Regions from separate parts of the Mus musculus genome. Here region 2 is linked to region 1. The links are chromatin contacts, called in public HiChIP or PLAC-seq maps. All regions are on one chromosome and are shown on one strand. Each heading gives the region's core, a stretch centred on a gene start, on an enhancer-like site or on the middle of the called end of the contact. The rest is flanking DNA. Distances are from core to core; before and after follow the strand shown. Region 1 overlaps Gpr132 (G protein-coupled receptor 132). Region 2 holds the start of Mta1 (metastasis associated 1).

The links. HiChIP or PLAC-seq counts read pairs in DNA pulled down with a chosen protein or histone mark.
Region 2: an HNF4G HiChIP or PLAC-seq map of pancreatic cancer cells shows a contact between it and region 1. The contact joins the promoter of Mta1 here to the enhancer-like site in region 1. A contact is called at or near these places in 2 of 484 Hi-C or Micro-C datasets (B cells and bone marrow-derived macrophages), 6 of 115 datasets of contacts at active chromatin or transcription factors (the SCID.adh cell line, effector CD8 T cells, memory CD8 T cells and 3 more) and 1 of 9 other capture datasets (adipose tissue).

What each region holds. Positions count from the first base shown.
Region 1 is chr12:112,848,563-112,853,269 of GRCm38.p6, reverse strand. Gpr132 (G protein-coupled receptor 132) reads left to right here. Exons shown (of 3, transcript NM_019925.4): 3 at 94-2,394. The coding sequence ends at 1,214. Among named protein-coding and RNA genes, the nearest start is that of Gm30461, 9.2 kb to the left of the region's middle. Within about 2 kb of position 1,934, at least 47 of the 459 cell types and tissues checked have an H3K27ac peak or open chromatin away from gene starts, as enhancers often do. A contact at or near this core is called in pancreatic cancer cells, where this site is marked.
Region 2 is chr12:113,094,649-113,099,709 of GRCm38.p6, reverse strand. It overlaps Mta1 (metastasis associated 1), which reads right to left and starts at 1,432. Exons shown (of 21, transcript NM_001364622.1): 1 at 1,265-1,432. The coding sequence starts at 1,292.

The DNA of each region.
Region 1 (4,707 bases), core at 685-3,184:
CCATCGAGCTTCTTACTCTTTCTTGGTATTATAAATCTCCCTGAGTGGGAGTAGTTCCGTAACTCCTACTGCTGTGTCATTTCTGCCCCACAGGAAACACCACACTGGGGGTTACCTCCGTTCTTCAGAGCACCTCAGTACCTTCTTCTGAGACCTGCCACGTCTCCTACGAGGAGAGCAGAGTGGTCCTGGTGGTGGTGTACAGTGCCGTGTGCCTGCTGGGCCTACCAGCCAACTGCCTGACTGCCTGGCTGACGCTGCTGCAAGTCCTGCAGAGGAACGTGCTAGCCGTCTACCTGTTCTGCCTGTCCCTCTGTGAGCTGCTCTACATCAGCACGGTGCCATTGTGGATCATCTACATCCAGAATCAGCACAAATGGAACCTGGGTCCGCAGGCCTGCAAGGTGACTGCTTACATCTTCTTCTGCAACATCTACATCAGCATCCTCTTGCTCTGCTGCATTTCCTGCGACCGCTACATGGCCGTGGTCTATGCACTGGAGAGCCGAGGCCACCGCCACCAGAGGACTGCTGTCACCATTTCTGCGTGTGTGATTCTTCTTGTTGGACTTGTTAACTATCCAGTGTTTGACATGAAGGTGGAGAAGAGTTTCTGCTTTGAGCCCCTGAGGATGAACAGCAAGATAGCCGGCTACCACTACCTGCGTTTCACCTTTGGCTTTGCCATCCCTCTCGGCATCCTGGCGTTCACCAATCACCAGATCTTCCGGAGCATCAAACTCAGTGACAGCCTGAGCGCTGCGCAGAAGAACAAGGTGAAGCGCTCCGCCATCGCGGTCGTCACCATCTTCCTGGTCTGCTTTGCTCCCTACCACGTGGTACTCCTCGTCAAAGCTGCCAGCTTTTCCTTCTACCAAGGAGACATGGATGCCGTGTGTGCCTTTGAAAGCAGACTGTACACAGTCTCTATGGTGTTTCTGTGCCTGTCTACAGTCAACAGTGTGGCTGACCCCATCATCTACGTGCTGGGTACAGACCACTCTCGGCAAGAAGTGTCCAGAATCCACACAGGGTGGAAAAAGTGGTCCACAAAGACATATGTTACATGCTCAAAGGACTCTGAGGAGACACACTTGCCCACAGAGCTTTCAAACACATACACCTTCCCCAATCCCGCGCACCCTCCAGGATCACAGCCAGCGAAGCTAGGTTTACTGTGCTCGCCAGAGAGACTGCCTGAGGAGCTCTGCTAAGTCCACTCTTCCTCAAAACTAGCACCAGTCACACATACCTGGTCCTCTGAGTCACCGTCTGGGGTGTCCACAGCACTATAGATGCCTTTGTTCGGGCACACGCTGCTGATCTTTCCTTCCTAAGGCCACCAACTCTGAAAGTATCTGTTCCTTAGACGTCCTCAGGCTCCCCTCTATGGAAAGCGGGGCTTGCTAAGGAGCCTGTGGCTCTTAGGAGAGCTCTTTATCAGCAGTGTGCTCTGCGGGGCTCCCAGCGGCCATCAGCTGAGCACCTGGTAGGACACTTTATTCCCCCATTGTCCAGTGGCTAACACAGTTAGTTCATCTTGGGGCTTTCCACTGAGATGGAAGTGAACTGTGTTCAGAGTTACCACCATGGAGATAGGAGTCCAACCCTGCGGGCTCCCACTGGGGGTTGGTTCTGAGTGGACATAATTGTCTTCTGGAGGAGCCATGGAGCACGGTGGCCAATTGATCCAGCTCCTAGTAGCCCAGGATATCCTCCCCTGGGACCCCTCAACCATTTACATTAGGAAGTGCTAGTGGACACCCCAGGAATAGGTTGGTATAGCTGCTACCAGATAAGGAGTTATCTGACATCTGGCATGTCTTTCTTTGCCTTGCAACTTCTGGCTTTGACATCACAGAGGAGGTAGGCTGGGGCTCTTGAAAGGGCAAGCCAGGAGCAAGCCCCACTTTGCCCCGTTTTCTCCAATGTTGACTCTGAGTCAAATCCCGGCTCTGCTCCAAGAGCCTTGTCTTGCTGAGTCATTCCTGTGCTACCTCACTGGGTCACTCGCTGCTGGGACTGACGCCGCCCCCTCCCCCCCCCCCGACCCCACCCCATCCCAGAGGCTCCTGATGCACTTGGAGTGCAAGGGCCAAGGACCCTGAGCTTGGTGGGCCTCGGAGCTGATCCTCCTGAAGCACACACATCACGGATGCTGCACTGAGACTGTGACCTCAGAGTTAACTTCAGCTCTACCTTGGAAGAAGTACGGAGAATAAGAACACAGACTTCCTTTCCTTGCTACAGGGCATTTTTGATTGTTTTTTGAGACGAGGTTTCTCGCACCTCAGACTGATCTTAAACTCACTAAGTAACATAGGAAGACCTGTTTTCTCCTGATTCTGTCTGTTGTCCCCATCTCTTGGGGTGGAATTAAAAGGATGCATCACCAGCCTCGGACTTCCTCTTCAGTGATGTTTGCTTGTTTGTTTGTTTGTTTGTTTGTGTGGCTGTGTTGGCAGAGCCGTGTGTGTGTGTGTGTGTGTGTGTGTGTGTGTGTGTGTGTGTGTGTGGCTCGAGCACACACAGTCCCATGCACTAAGGCCAAAGGTTGACCCCTGACATCTTCCTTGATATCTTCTTTAAGTGTGAGTCAGGGTCTCACACTGAAACCAGAGCTCACCAATTTGGCTGAACCAGTTAGCCGGCTTGCTCCAGTGATCTCTGTCTCTGCCTTGCATGCAGTGGGGCGGTACAGGCAGGCGGCCATGCTTGCTTGCCCTTGTGCCTCGCTTTGTTTTGTTCTGCTTTTAGGAGACAAGTTTCTCTCTGTAGTCCTGACTGTCCTCTGTAGACCAAGATGGCTGCTGTAGACCAGGCTGGCCTGGAACTCACAGAGATGCCCCCGCCTGTGCCTCCCGATGGCTGGGATTAAATGCACACAACACCATGTCCAGCCCCGCGCCTCCGCTTGTGTATGGTGCTGGGGATCCAAACTCTGATCCTCACTTGCTCAGCAAACACTCTAAGAACTGCCCCATCGTCACAGCCTCTCTACTTCCTTTTTAAAATAAGAGGGTTTTTTGTTTTTTTAATTTTTACCTCTGTAGGTAGACATCTTTCCACTTGGAAGGCCAAACCTAGGACAGGAAGGTGACCCCCGGGAACATGGAGACTCTAAGTGTAATGTGGCTGTGGTGAAGGGCAGGAAGGTGGAGCGGCTGAAGGTTCTTACGGCTTTCTACTGCCCTTGGCACAGCAAAGCCAAACAATCTCCCATCCATACCCCTCTGCCAAGTTCAACCCAGGCTGAGAGATGGATGTCCTGTTTTCTCTGAAGCAGGAATCTGTGCCCCCCCCTCGATGGAATGGGTCCTCCACCTGCCCTCTCTAGGAGCTTCTATGTCTTAGCCCCTCTCCTCCTTTCAGCCTTAGGGCTCTGACATCACCCCTGGGCCAGCACCGCATCAAATCATTGGAATCCTGTGTGGACGGTGTGGGGCTAGCCTGACAGTCTCTGTGGGGAAGGCAGGTGACCAGGAGGTTCAGAGGAATCCCGAATGGCTTCTACCCTGTGGGGGTACCCGTCTCACCATAAACCCAAGGTCAGGAAAAAGAACACATAGTGGAGAAGGGCTAGACACAGGAAACGCCAACCGAGTTTATTTTACTTATAACAGAAGCACATATTCTGGAATGACTAAGGAAGACAAAAGATTCCAGAAAGTGTTTCCACTGGTGGCACCGTGGCCACTGACCTGTGACTACCCGTACTCCACCACAGGGATTTCCCAGTAGATATGTGGCCACCTTGTGGCCACAATCAAGTTGAGCAAGTGTGTGTGTGTGTGTGTGTGTGTGTGTGTGTGTGTGTGTGTGTGTGACTGAACACAGGCATTTTTTTTATTTTTTTTTACCGTTGAGCTAAATGCCCAACTGGGAATCCCCACTCTTATGAGTTATCAGGAAAGCAACATAAATCAGCAGTCCAGGAGGCCGGAGACAGACAGGAGGGTGGAGCCAAGAGTAGGCCTGACTCTGAAGGTTCCTGGGAGTGAACCACCAGACAGGCAGGTGAGGTTAGAAAATGGATGCTTGGGCTGGAGAGATGGCTCAGCGGTTAAGAGCACTGACTGCTCTTCCAAAGGTCCTGAGTTCAATTCCCAGCAACCACACGGTGGCTCCAACCATCTGGTGTGTCTGAAGACAGCTACAATGTATTTATATACATTAAGTAAATAGTAATCTTACAAACAAACTGAAAGATCCTGACAGAATGTAAAAGGTCACAGAAGCCCTGAAATTGGCAAAATAGGTTTTATTGCTAGCAGAACTAGCTTCACTGATTTAGAAAAATAGAGGTGCACAATGCTCTGTCCACTCCTTAAACCTGTGTGTCTGCCAACGTTTTGACCATTCCTTGACCCGTGTGTGTGCCCACTGATGAAGCCCATTGCCAGGTGTTTGTGATATTGGTTGCTGGGAAAGAGTCGGAAAATCTCCCCAGCAACCACAGCCGGGCCAATCCTGAGTTGCTACACCTGCACCAGACTCTTTCCTTATACCCCTCCCATACCCATTTCTTGAGAATAGACATTGTTTAGATCTGGAAATCCCCTACTCTCCCCCTTCTCCTTTCCCCCCTGAGGGCCTATAAAAACTGGGATCTCTTTCCCCTCGAGGTCGACTCCTCTACCCCTGCGTGGGATATGAGTCGTCCCCAGAGCTCTGGCTTTCCCCGAATAAAGCCTCATGTGGTTTACA
Region 2 (5,061 bases), core at 183-2,682, 250 kb before region 1:
ACCCCAGGCTGTATGACCTGTGGCAGGTCCTGGCAGAGAGCAAAGGTGTGAGATCAGGGATTCCCTGAGAGGCCCCTGCTGTGGGAGGCCTGCTGTGGGAGGATGAGCCATCCGTGTGGAGATAGCTGCACCCCTGTGCCCCAAGCCACAGAACTGAGCTGGCTGGGTCCCGCTGGTGTGAGATGGAAGGAAATGACCTAGGCACTCAGGGGTCGGGGTCTTCCGTAGGAGTGGTTGATGGGTGTTTCGGGGTGGTCTTGCACTCAAGCACACTCTCACAGCAAAGCCCAAGTTTGCTAGTGGGGGACAGCAGCAGACTCATCCACATTTAGGCTGTGACCAGGAGGGTCTCCAAGTCCAGAGAGAGAGCAGAAGAAGGCTATGGGATAACTATAAGGGTCAGCATGGCCTGGATGTGTGCAAGGCCATTCCGGAGTATCCTGGTCACACACACACATACACAAACTGGGCAAAGGGCTTCTTCCCAGGGCCCAACAACTGGGGGACCAGCCCGGGCAGACAGGCTCTCATGGCCCCAGGTCAGTAGGGACCTCTGGCCTTCCAAAGGCCAGGAAAGTGCCTCCTTGCTAGGCAGGGGTGAGCAGTAAGGCAGAGAAAAGTTTGGGGTGATTCAGACCTGCACTTGGGATGTAGGCCCCCTGCTGTAGCCAACCCTCCCCCCCAGGAATCCCTGCTAAGGAAAGCCCTCGGCTGGGACGGGCTCGTGGCCCCTGCAACAGGACTCACGGTGCCTGCACACCTAGCGGGCCCTGCACGGCCCCCTGAGGAGACCGCTTGCCCCCCAGACCCCGAAACTCCTGCTCGCGGGACCGCAGCCAGAGCTCCAGAGGCACGTGCTCCTGCTCAGGGGCTCCGGCCCGGACCCAGGCCCAGGCCTCCCGCCGCCGGGCCCGCCGGCCCCCGGGATGCCCTGGCCACCCTGGCCACTCGCCGCTACTCCGCCTGCGTCCCGCGGGCCACCCCCGGTCCCCAACAGGTGGGCATAGCCCCCTCCCAGCGCCGCTCGGCGCCCCGCGCGCGCGCGCCCCGGCACCGGCAGCCCAGGGGCCATTTTGGGCCGGGACGAGCACCGGAGACCAGAACCGAGCCTCGCGGGCGGGGCGCGAGCGCGACGGGGGCGGGACGGGGGGGAGGGGCGCGGGCCGCGCGCGAGGGCGGCGTGGGGGAGGCGCGGAGGCCGCGGCGGGGCCGGGAGGCGCGGGCGGTGGGCCCGCGGCGCATAAAGGCCGTGGCGGGGCCTTACCTCCGACCCTGTACATGTTGGCGGCCATGTCCGGGCCGGCGGCGGGGCCGCGGGGCGCGGGGCGCGAGCGCGGGCGGCGGGCCGGGCGCGGGCCGGGGCGGGGGCGGGCGCGGGGGCGCCGGCGGGCGGTTTAAAGGGACCGCGCTGCTCCGCCGCCGCCGCCGCCGCCGCCTCCGAGGCCGCCGAGGCCGCGCAGGGACGGGAGGGCCGCGGCGCGGGCGGGAGAGGAAGAGGAGGAGCGGCCGCGGGCGGCGGGGAGGGGCCTCGGGCGCCGCCGCCCACCGCGCGGGCCGTTACCCGACCCCGCGCCGCGCCGGCCCGCGTGCCCCTGGCCGAGTGGCCCTTCTGAGCCCTTAGCTCGCCTGGTCCTCGGCATCCCCGGATCGCCCTCCCACGACCCCTCCTGCCTGGCTCTCAGCATCCCCGGGTGGCCATCCGGAGCCCCACGCTTTCGTGGCCCTGGCATCCCGAGTGGCCCTCCTGCATCCTCTCCAAAGTGGTCCTCGGCATCCCTGGGTCAGCTGCTCATCCCTTGGAGGTCCTTCGAAGCCACTGCTGGAGTGGCCCTTGGCATCCCCAGGTGGTCCTCCTCGGCAGGCCCACACCCTGCGTCCCTGGGACGCACTCCTGCAACCCGCCTAGAGTGGCTGGCCCTCCACATCATTGATGGCCCTCCTGCGACCCCTCCGGAATGATACTTGGCATCCTCCAGTGGCACTCTCCAGGCCCACGCCCGCCTGGACCTCGGCACCCACTGGGTGGCCCTTCTTTAACCCTCAGTGGTCCTCGACATCCCTGGATGGCCCTCTTACATGGTCTTTCAGCTTACCTGGGAGGCTCTCCACGACCCCTCCCAAATGACTCGGGCATCCTCCAGTGGCACTCTCCAGCACTCTCCAGGCCCATTCCCTCCTGGCCCTCAGCACCCATTGGTGACCCTTTCCCTGCCCTCCCCCCACCCCCGCCAAGCTCCATGCTCACCTAGTCTTCAGCAACCCCAGGTCACCTCCAGAGACCTCTCACATACCTGACAAGGTGAGCCCTCCTAGGACTGGCTCCTTGGGAGTTTCTCACAAGGTTGCCTTGGGTCCTTCTATGTGAGCCCTTCCCTGCACCCCTGTGTAGGGATCCTTTCCAATTCTTGTAGGGGTCCTCAGTGTGTCCCCCATTGTCCAACCTCTTCAGTCACCCAGGAACATCATGACTATCCTTGAACAAGGCGGTCATGCTTGTTCCTGAAGTGCCAGGCCTCCCTCCGTGTACCTCCCTGCTCGCTTGGATTCCCTCCCACAAGCCCAAGCTGAAGCCAAGACCACATAAGCCGTGGGGCATTGCGGTGCTGAGGAAGGTGCCTCTTTGTGGCATCTGTGACTAAGGGCTTGCCTTTGCTTATCTAAGGTCTGTGAAGAGGGAGTTCTTAGACATTACCCCAAGGCCAGAGGACAAAAGGTTGTGTCCCTGATGGGACTCCTGTCCCTGCCACAGTTGGGGCAGTGAAAAGGAGCTGACTGGGAGTTCTGGTTGAGTCTGAGCACGGCGGGTTACTTTGTCGGTGGAAGTCTATGGCCGCCAAGTCGGCGTCCTCTTTGAGGTGCATTCTGTGGAGTGGAGTAAATGGCGCTCAGGAAAGCATTGTGGGCCACGGTGAGGGTTAGGCGTGGGGGGGGGGGGCTCAGGGCTAATGCACTGTACATAACTAGGCAAGAAATCTGCATGACGCTTGGACCCATGGAAGGGTCTCAAGGCCTAGGCCACCTCCCTGAGCAATGAGAAGAAACATCACTCTGGTCTACATAGTGAATTCCAGGACAACCAGAGCTGCATAGACCCAGTCTCAAAACAAAAAGCTAACCAAATAACATCTAGGCAGTGGTCAGGGCAGAGGGCATAGACTTGACATAGTCTGTAGCACCTCAGTTTGCCTCCGCCCCAGAGGTAGCCCTCCAGCCCCAGTTGCAGGCCTCAGTCCTCTTCTTCCTTGGGGAAAGATGGCAACCAAAGCACAGGTGGTCACGGCTGACTTCTAAAGGGGGCTTCTGAATTCCAAGCAAGCCAATGCTCTCCAGAACGGAACACGCTCCCTCAGAATAGAGTGCCGTGTGCCTCAGAAGGCAGCTCAACTCACTGCCTCCCCCTGTACAGGCTAGAGAAGGTAGACTGCCCACCCAGCTCAGGTCTTGTCCAGGAACAAGGCGCATTCAAGATCTCAGAGCCAAAGGGAAGAAGAGAAATGAATGCACTCCTCGGTGGCAGAGCCGCCCGACGGGAGAGCTGCCTGTGCAGCAAAGAATGCTGGCGTAGGAAGTGGCACGGTGACCACACAGAGTAACTCGATAGGAATACCTCTCACAAGGGAGGCGCAGGGCAGGTAAAATCCAGCAGAGAAGAAAACACAATAGAAGACTCCATCGCAGGAGTGTTTGCCTCCCGGATCCGAGCCATGTGGGGACAGGGAGAGCTCAGACGCTCAGTGACAAAGCAAACCGAGAGGAAGACCGGGCCCAAGGGAACACCTTATGGGTCACAGCACACCTCAGAGGCAAATTGTTGAACTAAAAAGGGGAGAAAGGCTTCGTGTCATTTGAGGAAGACACAACTGTCAATGAAACCCATTCAACTTATTTTCTGAGTACCTCTGTCTCAAGGCAATGTGCCGATAAAAAACAGACAACAATGGGAAAGCACTGCTATCTCACGGGAGGCCAGGGAAAGCAGTATAGGAGGGTCCCAGGCAGGTGGGCCGAGGTCCGGAGATGGGTACCTGGGGCCGTATCTTGTCTCAGGTCTCTCTGGTGTTGTGGGATTTGGGTCTTGCCTCTGGGTGATCTGTTGAAGACATGCCTATGGCTGCCATGCTGTGAAGGACAGGAGAGCCCCAACCTACCTACGGCAGCCGGTCCTAGGGGCAGGAAATCCAAAGCATTGAGAGTTAAGCTGCAGGAAGATCTTCCTGGAGCCTGCATGAGAGGAGAGGTCTGTGCCATGCTGCAGCACAGCAGCGTGAGTAACACAAGTCACCTGAGGCTGCCCCACGTGTGGTGGCACTTCAAGGACTTCTGAGACCCCTCTTGAGAAAAAATACTGCAGGCAAGGATCAAAAAGCAAAGCAAAGCACTGGATGTGGTGGCGGCTTCCCTTAAATCTCAGCACTGGGAGGGAGGCAGGGCTAGGCAGGCAGATCTCTGTGAGTTCGAGGTCAGGCTGGGAGGCAGGGCTAGGCAGGCAGATCTCTGTGAGCTCGAGGTCAGGCTGGTCGACATAGTGAGTTCTGAGCCAGACAGCAAGAGATACAGAGACTGTCTCTTAATCCCATCCTCCCCCCCACACACACAAAAACAAAACAAAACAAAACAAAACAAAACAAACCATTCATCCATTCATGGTCTCAGCTGGGCTGTGGAGTGGAGCTGGCCTCAGCCTACCAGACAAACTGTGTTTTCTGGGGATGGAGAGCTGGAGGAGTCAGATCAGAGATCATGACTGAGTACCAGATGTCAGAATTTTACAGTTTGATTTTGGTTTTGATTTGATCTGACTATACCTGTGTCCTGGTTCTTCCCTGGAATAAACTATTTAGCTTATTGTATTCCAGCAGCCCATAACAAAGAAACATTGGATTTTTAAAGAGAACTTTGACTTTAAAGTGTTGAAATTTTAAAAGATTGTGTGATTTGTCTCAGGGTTTTACTACTGTGAGCAGACACCATGACCAAGGCAACTCTTATAAGGACAACATTTAATTGGGGCTGGCTTACAGGTTCAGAGGTACAGTCCATTATCATCAAGGTGGGAGCATG